Linked DNA regions of Mus musculus: all the other regions are linked to region 2. Evidence: chromatin contacts called from public HiChIP or PLAC-seq and promoter capture Hi-C data. All regions are on one chromosome and are shown on one strand. The core of a region is the stretch at or near the end of the contact, and the rest is flanking DNA. Distances in the headings are between cores, read along the strand shown.

What was found. Promoter capture Hi-C pulls out the DNA fragments that hold promoters and counts their contacts. HiChIP or PLAC-seq counts read pairs in DNA pulled down with a chosen protein or histone mark.
Region 1: an H3K27ac HiChIP or PLAC-seq map of large pre-B cells shows a contact between it and region 2, with 6 times the contacts expected there. The contact joins the enhancer-like site here to the promoter of Tgs1 in region 2. A contact is called at or near these places in 4 of 39 promoter capture datasets (the 3T3-L1 cell line, cranial neural crest, liver and 1 more) and 2 of 115 datasets of contacts at active chromatin or transcription factors (astrocytes and large pre-B cells).
Region 3: a contact with region 2 is called in a promoter capture Hi-C map of the 3T3-L1 cell line, with 7 times the contacts expected there. The contact joins the enhancer-like site here to the promoter of Tgs1 in region 2. A contact is called at or near these places in 5 of 39 promoter capture datasets (the 3T3-L1 cell line, cranial neural crest, liver and 1 more) and 1 of 115 datasets of contacts at active chromatin or transcription factors (astrocytes).

Annotation. Positions count from the first base shown.
Region 1 is chr4:6,382,348-6,385,679 of GRCm38.p6, forward strand. It overlaps Sdcbp (syndecan binding protein), which reads left to right. Exons shown (of 9, transcript NM_001098227.1): 5 at 2,679-2,840. Among named protein-coding and RNA genes, the nearest start is that of Sdcbp, 18 kb to the left of the region's middle. Within about 2 kb of position 1,539, at least 101 of the 459 cell types and tissues checked have an H3K27ac peak or open chromatin away from gene starts, as enhancers often do.
Region 2 is chr4:3,573,062-3,576,399 of GRCm38.p6, forward strand. Tgs1 (trimethylguanosine synthase 1) reads left to right here and starts at 1,818. Exons shown (of 13, transcript NM_054089.4): 1 at 1,818-2,068. The coding sequence starts at 1,965. It overlaps Tmem68 (transmembrane protein 68), which reads right to left and starts at 1,792. Exons shown (of 8, transcript NM_028097.4): 1 at 1,643-1,792.
Region 3 is chr4:6,426,131-6,429,362 of GRCm38.p6, forward strand. It overlaps Nsmaf (neutral sphingomyelinase (N-SMase) activation associated factor), which reads right to left. Exons shown (of 31, transcript NM_010945.2): 10 at 2,262-2,391; 11 at 272-343. Among named protein-coding and RNA genes, the nearest start is that of Nsmaf, 27 kb to the right of the region's middle. Within about 2 kb of position 1,456, at least 51 of the 459 cell types and tissues checked have an H3K27ac peak or open chromatin away from gene starts, as enhancers often do.

The sequences.
Region 1 (3,332 bases), core at 289-2,788, 2.8 Mb after region 2:
TTTGAGAAATTAGATAAATGGTCAAAGATTTTCAAAGGAAAAAGTAGAACCCAGATAGAAGTGGCGAAAGCCAGCTGCTGCCCTAGGATGGAGTGGATCAGTGCTGGGGCCAGAACGCTTAGGGATGCAGCCTGTTGCAGCTTGGACCTAGGGGAGGGGTTCTAATAGTTGCAGCCTCGGAGCGGCTAGGCAAGTTGTAAGACGTGGCTCAGTGGCTACAGTGCTTGCTGCTATGCCAGAAGACAGCCCCAGAGGATATGACATCTTCAGGCATCCACAGAAGTGGCAAATACAGACATATAGATGAATTATATAAAAATAAATCTTAAAAAATTTAAAGTAAAAAATGTAAAGTCAACCAACAGTAAAGTAAAAAGAGGCATGGAGAAAACAAAAATGCTAGTTGCTATGTTTATAGAAAATTTATCTTCTAACAAAGAAAAAAAGCCAATTATAGCTATTATTTCAGTGTATCTGACTTCCTTTGCCCAGGTCTGTATACTTTGATCCCTTTATGTGAGCATCATACAAGTGTCCCCTCCCCATTTGTACATTTCTTGCTTTGAAGGTAATCTGAAGTTACTTTAGAAGTATCTGCATTTATAAGGCTCTGTGGTATACTCTGTTCTTATTCTATCGTTTTGTTTACTTAATTTGTTCTGCACATTTCTCTTAGCATATATTTCACTTAGTACATAATTCACTTCACATACCGTGTAGTTTTTGCTTTTGTGTTCCACTTAGTTTTTCCCCCCAGCTTTATACAGAAGGTATACAGCTTTATACAGCTTTATACAGAAGGTATACTGTACCAGTGAGTTTGGGCTACACCGCTCTGTGCTCTTGTTGGGTTGCATGCTTCCAGCCACACACCCAGGAACTCTTTGGATTCAGGGATGGAACACACACACACACACACACACACACACACACACCCCTCAGTTAATTTTAAAATATCTTGGCTACGTTAAAGGCTGGGTACTCCTAAACCTTCCCCTAGACCTTCCCCTGCGTTTTTCAGCACTTTTGTCTTTTTTGATAGATAATACTTGCTGAGGGGTCTGTTTAAATCCAACATAAATTCAACTTGACTCAAGCACCAGGTTAATGTAGGTGACAAAATTTATTGCAATCAAGCCACTACTGATTGAGTAGCCTGAAAGGATGTTGTAGGGCATATTTAAAGGAAGAAAGCGTAAAGCAGAAGTGCGGCGGGCTGTACCATTGCTCAATCATATTTTGACATAAAGGCTTAGCAAGGGAGTTTTCACCAATTGGAGGAGGTTCTTGGGTCTGTGAACATGAACTTGGTTTGACCCCACCAGCAACATGGAGCAGTTGTCCTGGAGATGTCTGGACGCTTTCAGCTGCTTCCTTTTAATGGAGGCTGTTCAGCTATCGGGAAGTCCCCAGCTCCCCTAGGGTCTGGGACCTGAATTTTGTTTTTCCCTATGATTAAATGGAGTCTGACAATGAAGTGGTAGTACTTGGAGTCAGTCTTGTGCTTGTTCCCAGCACACTGACACACGGGGTGGTGATGTCATCTCTCTGGCTGTGATTCTCTAATGATAAATGATCTGTCACCCACCCACCCTCTTGTTATCTTTGGGAAAAGCTTGTATGTAGGCATTTTGCCCATTTTTAAATTGAGTGTGCTGTTTTTGCTGTTGAGTTTTGAGTTATTTATGCATTTGGATATTTGCCACTTACTACATGATGATTTTCAAATAACTTCTCCCATTCCATGGGCTGCTTTCAGTTTGGTGAATGCTGCTTTTGTTGTGAAGAACTTTTTTGTTTGTTTTGAGATAGGTTTTGAGGCTGTTCTCAAACGACCCACCTCTGGGCCCCACCCCGGCTGTGAAGGATCTCATTAAGTCGGATGTAGCTCTCCTTACATACAAAGGTCATTGAGAGATTTGTCTTGCGTTTTCTCCTAGTTTTATGTGCAGATCTCCACAGTTATGGCTTTGGGAGTCCATTTGGAGCTGACTTACCTTCTGTATGAGATCAGCCACAGTTCTACTGCCCTGCTCTTGGTGCCTCGGTTTTCCTAATCCCAATGTGTACACACGGAGATTTTTGTCAAGAGCAGTTTAATATGTTTTTATGTTGTCTTTTTATTTCATTCCTGACTTAAAGCCTTGTTCATATTAACTTATTTTTAAATTGATAATTTTATGATTATATCACAGAAAATCCCTGAAAAAAGAAAGTTGCAAAAGTCTAGTGTGACGTTTAAGTTCTAGGAAAATATGTTTGAAATCAAGGCAAACTGCAGTGTAGTTGTTGGCGACAGAATATCTTCTGAGAAATGATTCATGCTTGCTTTCCCTGCTGCACCAGCTTCATGGAAGTGCACTTACCCAGTCTAAGGTCGCATGACCTCGTTGGGCAATGCAGTCTTTTGAGACAGCTGGTGTCACTTATGTGGTTGCTAGCTGATGCAGTTCAGCAGCAGATCCCATACACAGGGGTACCAGTTGACTTAAGTAACAAGTCACTGAGTTTTCTCTATCCAAGGGTAATGGGGGAAAGAAAACCACTGGCATTATTGTGGGAATCAGACTTCACTAGAGGGAATTTGTTAATGGAGCAATATTTATAAGAACTGTAACTGAGTGTGTTCCAGTTAATTGCTGTGTTTCTAAATACTGTCAAATTTGTATTTTTCTTAGCAGTTGGTAGCAAGACCATCCAGTGTGAACTATATGGTAGCACCTGTGACAGGTAACGATGCTGGAATTCGGAGAGCAGAAATTAAGCAAGGGATCCGTGAAGTTATTTTGTGTAAGGATCAAGATGGAAAAATTGGGCTCAGACTTAAGTCAATAGATAATGTAAGTATATTTTTGAATTTATCTAAATAGATCACAGAATATTAGTGTCAAATCATTAAAATGAAAATAGTTTGGCTAGCTGTAATAACCCATCTACAGTGGGGAATAATAGTGTGAATCCAGAGTTTTCACTTGGAGACACCGGCTAGACGAAGCCATGCTGGAACTTGCAGGCAGACACCAAGCTTTTCTCTTGATCCTCCTTACTGCAAGGATGCCATTTGCTTATAGAACCATGTGGAAGAGTGTGTGTGATCAGACTCGGGCCCTCACATGAGCCAGCATGTGGGAAAGTAAAGGGAAATGGACCAGTGAGAATTGGGGGTACACTTTTAAACTAAGTGATAATCATTTATGAGATGGTTCTGCAAGTTATCTCTGTCCATAAACTTTGAACTTAAATTATGAACAGGTCTTAGTGATTGAGTCTGTGAATCCCTCCCTTGTCACACTAAAGACATGAAACCAGTTCCTCAGACAACATCCTAAAAG
Region 2 (3,338 bases), core at 568-3,067:
AAAAGACGAAATGTCCAAAGCAACCCCGAGCCCTAGAATAATGCTGAAGGCATTACCATACCCACCTTCAATGTAACCAGAACATGGAACTGTCATGAAGACATGTAGACCAAGGAAACCAAACAGAATATAAAAATAAACCCACGCTCTTGCCACCAATTTCTTTTAAACAAAGGCAGCAATGTTATTTTGCCCTTTAAAGTATTAAAAGAAAATATAGGGGAAACTATGCCCTCCAAAGAACAGACATCCAAAGCAAAAAAAACAAAAAAAAAACAAAAACAAAAAACAAAAAACAAAAAACAAAAAAAAAAACTATTAGTTGAACAGTAGATTTATTTCTAGAGTCAAAAGATTTATTTCTAAGTAGTCAAAAAACCCAAATAATCCCATTAAAAGGGGGGCTTGAATAGTCACTGGCTATCAAACATATGAAGAATAGATAGCAACACTGTTGTTGCTACTCTTGACTGTCAGCTTATGGGTTTAGAACCACCTAAGAGACAAACCTCTGAGAATGTCTGTGAGGTTGTTTGGTTGGTTTTGCTGTTGTTAATGGAGGTGGGAAGTCTCACACTAACTCTGGGTGGTGCCATATCAGTCTCTCATACAAGGAAGTTAATCTCAAAGATTAACAGCGAGTCAGGACAAGTGCAGGGAAGTATATAGACATGGTGATTTAGTGGGTGTGGAGCATAGCCAAAAGGAAGACTTAACTTTTAAAGCACAGTAGGAAAACTGGATTACAAAGTGAGTATCCAAAAACAGCTAAGAGAGAACAGTTTGAATGCCCCAACACAAAGAAACAGTGTCTGAGGTGAGAAATATATCGTTTCCCCGGATCTTCTCATGAATGTATCTTCTCATGATCTTCTACATGCACTGAAATGCTGCCCCGTGACCCAGAAATATGTAAAATTATTACATGCCATTGGCTTTTTAAAGAATTTTAAAATGTTTTTTTTTAATCACCTGACCCTGTGGGGAGGATGCATGAGTGAGCATGTGAAGGCGGAGGACAACTTTCATGCACCCGTGAATGTTTTGTCCCTTTAACCAACTCGAATAACCAATAAGCCTTCTCCTCACACCCATGTGTCACTTATCAATAAAAAGAAAACAAACAACAAAAACCCCTTGAGTTCAAGCTTCTTTCTCCGGGTTCTGATGTACATTACCTTGCAAAGATTTTGTTTTTCAATATAAAAATGCTCTTCTACTTTTGGTTAAAGTCCCCTACTCTTTTAATGACTACTCTTCTACTGCATCATAGTCTAACTCTAGTCACTCTCTCCAATAATGCTGTAAGACATTTAGTTATTTTTGAGACAGCATCTGTGTGGACCTGACTTGCTCTGCAGACTAAGCTGGCCTTGATCTCAGAGAGATCTGTCTGCTTCTGCCTCCCAAGTCTGAGATTAAAGGTGTATACCACCATGCCTATCTATAATTCACATCTAGACTGGTATATTGAATTTAGGAGTTATGAAAGGAAGGAATACTGCAGTTGTAGATATACTGCACGGCGCAGGCGCAGAGGCCGGGAACTAGTCCGGCTTTCCGCTCCGGGCCCCGCGACCAGGACACCACGCCTGCTACCGGCTAGAACAGCATGGAGAAGTCCATGGGGAGCTCGACGCACCTGACAAGAAAGTCACAGGAAATCGGCGACCTCGGCAGCTGGTCGGCGGCAGAGCCGGGAGAAGCAGACACGCGGGTAGTGCCGGTTTCCTTTAACTGCCTGAGAGGAAGAAGGCCGAGCCACATTGGGTGTAGGACCGTCGGTCGCCCCGCCCCTTCCGGTAGCTGCTGTCGCTGCTTCCGGTAGCGCGGCTGGCTGGCTCCCGGCTCGAGCGTCCCCAGGCGCGTTCCGCTCCTCTGCCCGCGCGAGTTACGCCTTTCTGTCTTCAGCAACAGCGCCCGGCCCAGTCGCGGACAACACCAGAGCGAGCCCGGATAACGAAATGTGTTGCGAGAAGTGGAACCATGTGGCCGAAATGCTGCTCTTCATTGAAGACCGCGAGGAGGAGTACAAGATCCTTTGCCTCTGCTCCCGGGCATTTGTGGAGTAAGTCGCGACGGTCCTCTCTCACTTTCTGTCCTTGCTCAGGAATGGGGGTGTCGCAGAGTTAGAGAGAGGCTTTCCAGAAAGCCACATGACCTGATGTCTAAGAAACTCGAAACCCCGCGGGCATGAAGGAATGTTCTACTGCAATTACTAAAGGGAAGATTAATATAATTTTGATTTTTTTTTAAATGTGGTACCTTATATGTGTCATTTCGGGTTTCCATAAATGAAGGGCCAATCTCAACATTGGTTGAGTCGGGCGAGATGGCCCAGGTATTGGCCATGCAGAAGGATAGCAAATTCAAGACCATCCTGAGCTATACCAGTAAGATGGAGTGTGAAGTGTAAACTAATACAAATAGATTGATGAGATGAAGGATCAAATTAGAGCTCTATTTGCAAACTGTAAAATCCTTTCCAACAAAAATTTATGTATCTGAAACGTCTAATTATTTGAGATAAAAGTGTTAACTGTTTATGGCAGTTTTAGAGACATCTCTGGGGGAAATGTTGGTTTCATGTTTAAAATTGCCAGAATAGAAAGTACCTTCTGGTGGGAAAAGCATTGACAAATTTTAAATTTGAAGGTACTCATTTTCATTATGTACTTGAGGGAAGATATCTGAAAGTTTCCTCAAAAAAGAAATATAACACCATGTTAAATTTAACATTTAAAAAATGTACTAGGCTCATTTGCACAGGTCCTGCTGGTTCAGAGTTGAACAGTCTTCTAGTGGGGGAGTGAGGATGATTATAAGACCGAAAAGAAGACTCAGAGACAAAGGTTAGAAATCCGGAGGGCTGCAGGCCTGAACCACACTGGCCCCAAATGTATTTCTCATAACCTTAATACACTTTACAGTATCATGGGAAACAAAGTCACAAACTAGCACAGACAATGGCTGACAGAGAATGGATATCTGTTCCCATCCGGAGGCCTCCCTGTTCCTTCCACAAAGATTAATCGAACGTTCAGCCTCTCTCCTTGAGCCTCAGTTGTAGCTTTTTGTTCCATGCCGTTGGCAGGCCAGGAAATCTGTCAGCCTGACCTGCCTTGACTCCGCCTAACAGACAGGCTTTTACAGAAGCAGACAAAAATGACTCCCAACGCTCAGGTGTACATTTAATTCAGTAAAGTTCTTTTTTATGCTCCTATTAGATGCTGGTAGGTAATGGAATATAAGATGGGACCAGGCTGCGCTGAATTCACTTTCTAAGCAAAAGAGATCAATATTGCACTAAGGTAGCGGTTTGCACAATTACTCAGTTA
Region 3 (3,232 bases), core at 206-2,705, 2.9 Mb after region 2:
CTGCTCTGCAAACACTGGTCTAGCCTCAGGCCAGAAGCTCTGAAAACTCACGAGCAAGAAGCTGGAGAACTCTCCAGCGTTTTGCTCTTTGAACAAAAAAATATTTTCTGCAATAGAACCTCTTATTTCCAGAAATGTAATTCCTGTATCAATTTCTAGCTTCCACATGCTCACAGACTGCACATGTGTGCTTCCAGGCCTGTGCAGGGGCCTACAAGTCATTCAGCCGCTACACTGCAGACTTGACTCCCCCACAGGCAACCGAACTCACCAAAGGCATGAGGCCGTGCCTCCTTTTGTAAATGCGCCGGACATCCTGCAGTGTTATCTGGACCACAGGTTTCTTTAAAAAGCACAGAGACAGTGTCAAGTGTCACAACTGTAGCTCAGTTAGAAACTGTTTGGTTGTATCTTACAGTAGGGAGGAAGAGAAGCCCATCCTTGCCTTCCCACTGCGCTGCAGGTGAACACCTAGGTGAGATCTTGGACAAATCATACCTGGTTTCACATTTAGCTTGGACACGTTTCTAACCCTTGTCAGTAATCTCAGATGAAAATGGTACCTTCATCTTTCAGGTATCACAAGGGTTAGTGTATAGTGTGGAACATTCAGGAATGAGCATAAATAGCTATTCAAAAAGTCTGTTCTTTTAGAAAATTATTTGTCTGTCTGTCTGATTGTCGATGTACCTTAGAGTGTCTGCAGGCACCTAAGTATGTAGGGCTACATGCATCTTCACTCATATGTGAAGGCCAGGAGGATTCATCAGGTGCCCCTTGCTCTCTCTCTCTCTCTCTCTCTCTCTCTCTCTCTCTCTCTCTCGCTCTTGCTCTCTCTCCACCTATCTGTTGGGGCAGGGTCTCTCCCTGAACCTGTCTCCACCCAGCTCTGCGCTGAGGTTTCTGGGATGCATGGGATGCCATGTGCTGTGGGTGCCAGGGTTCTAGCTCTGGTCCTCATGGCTGGCAGCACATGCTCTTAACTACTGAACCATTGCTCCAGCCCTGAGTTTCTCTAGGGCTTGCTTTTCCCTATCATCTTTTTTATTTTAAAGAATTATGTTTTTCATCTCCTTAATATTACAGAGTATTAAAGCTCATAAATTAAAACATAATTAAAGCTGTTACTTTTTTAAAGGAAAAAAAATTGATTCTCTGGAACTTGAAATAATAATAATAAACAGTAATAAGAGAGAGTCAAAATTAGAAAATATTGTATGCTTAGGTAAAGGGCAGAGCTCCAACATTCCTGCTCCCAGGTGACAGGAAAGCCAGGCTATGCATCAGTGAGGAAGCCTGGCCAGGAGTTGGGAATAAACACATGTGCACTGTGTCCCCTGAGGCTGTGGTGCCATACATTTTCTGCAAGTTTCTGACCAAAAATAGTAACAGTAGCAGCCAGTATCAGAGAACACCAAGCCAGCCAGCCATGTGCCATGTCATTGGAAGCTTTGCCCAGTATGTGCCGCCATCTAGTGAACAAAAGTGTTATGACACCATGTCTGAGTGAGGTGTTTAGAGCCAATGAAGCCTAGACAATTTCCAGAGCATTCTCTTCTTCCACAGAAAATGCCCGCCCCCTGTGGTTAAGGTTCCCTGCAAACGGCACAGCTGTGTGGCCAGAGAGACGGGACTTGTCCTGCTAGCATGGCCCACACAGAAAAGGCCCATCTCTGGAAAAGCAAGCAGTGAGTCTCTACTAGTGTTAGTGTGGTGTAGAGATCTGAGTTTGTGTTCACTTCCTGGCATAGTTTTAGGTCTAGTGTTCTCAAAGAGAAGATGATTTCCTAGATGGTGGGAGGGGACGGTCCTACAGCTGCTGACTGTGGCATCATACATGATGCCACACTAGCTGTGAGAACCTTACACCAGCACTCACGGAAGCCAGAGACCCACTGTCTGCAGTGAAGGAGAAGCAAGCAGTCCCCCTCTCACCATCAGCTTCTCATTCACCACAGCCTTTTCTGGGTGTCTTACCCCGAGCTTCCCAGCAGGAGGAGAAGTCTCATCCATAGTCAGGAGGGGCGGACTTTCTTTACGCACTACTGGGTACAAGGTCCTTCAGAATGGCTGAAATACGGGGGAGTGTGCATCTACTCCAACTACACAGGGCACTAGGAAGCCACACTGCTACACAGGGTTGTCAAACGACTTTGACCTTCCCCAAGATGTGAGGGCATAGTAACTATAACATCAGGTTCCTGGAAAATTTAGCTGAAAGACAGAAGCAAGCACTGAACATGGCCCCGAGATCTACGTACCGGGTACCCATTGAGAGGCTGGAAATACAGGCTGGTGTCTGTAATGCACACATGCCCAGGGTTCGTCACTAGAGGTGTTACCATCTCTGCTTTGCACTCCATGTGCAGCTTTTCAGAAACACTTTGGAACCTGCAAAGATGTTTCCAGCAAAAGTAAGAAAAGTTAGGAACCAATCCACTGCCTCGGCTTAACCTCAGTGTGAGTGAGCTTGCTTACCTGCCGAAACACTACAGTCATCAAGTGGCTGCTTAAATAAGGTTGACATGCTTTCAAATGGCACAATGGAGGCCTGGCTTGTTTATTAATTGAAGAGCTTACATATCACAGAAACAAATGTCTCCTAACTGATCAGTCCTGAAGCTCTTTCTCCATCATGTGACTTCCTACTTTTATATTGTTAAGACCGACTTTTAGAGCCTACATAAAGAGCAGCGGTGCTACGTTTTATGCCAGCACTAGGAGGAAGCTGAGACAGGAGCTTGGGCCACAGAGAAAGACCCTACCCTTAGCACACTTCCTTTATCAGGGTTAGAACACATAATTACAATTGCTTTTAGGTCAGTTTCATTTCTCCATATAAAACCACTCAAAGATGCCTTTTCTACTCCTAAAATGCTTAACTAAAAAATAACTCCATTTCTGATTTGTGAATTTAAAAAGTAGTGTGGAAACAACTAAATTATCAATATTCTTGGATGATTACTTTGTTAAATAACTGGATTAACAGTAAATCTCAGGGTCTAGAAGTGCAGCTCGGTGCTAGAGCAGCGCTGATCATGCTGGAGCCTGGCTCAGTCCTGGCACCGAGATAACTAAGGAAAGAATCTTGTTTCCAGGGCGTGACACTGGCACAAACTTTCCTCTGAGTATGTGAAAACGCGAAGGGACCCCTGAAGTTCTTGCCCAATGATAGAAATCAACTGGCAAGTGGATCATCCTCATGAGTCCTTAGAACCAATCAGAAACCCAA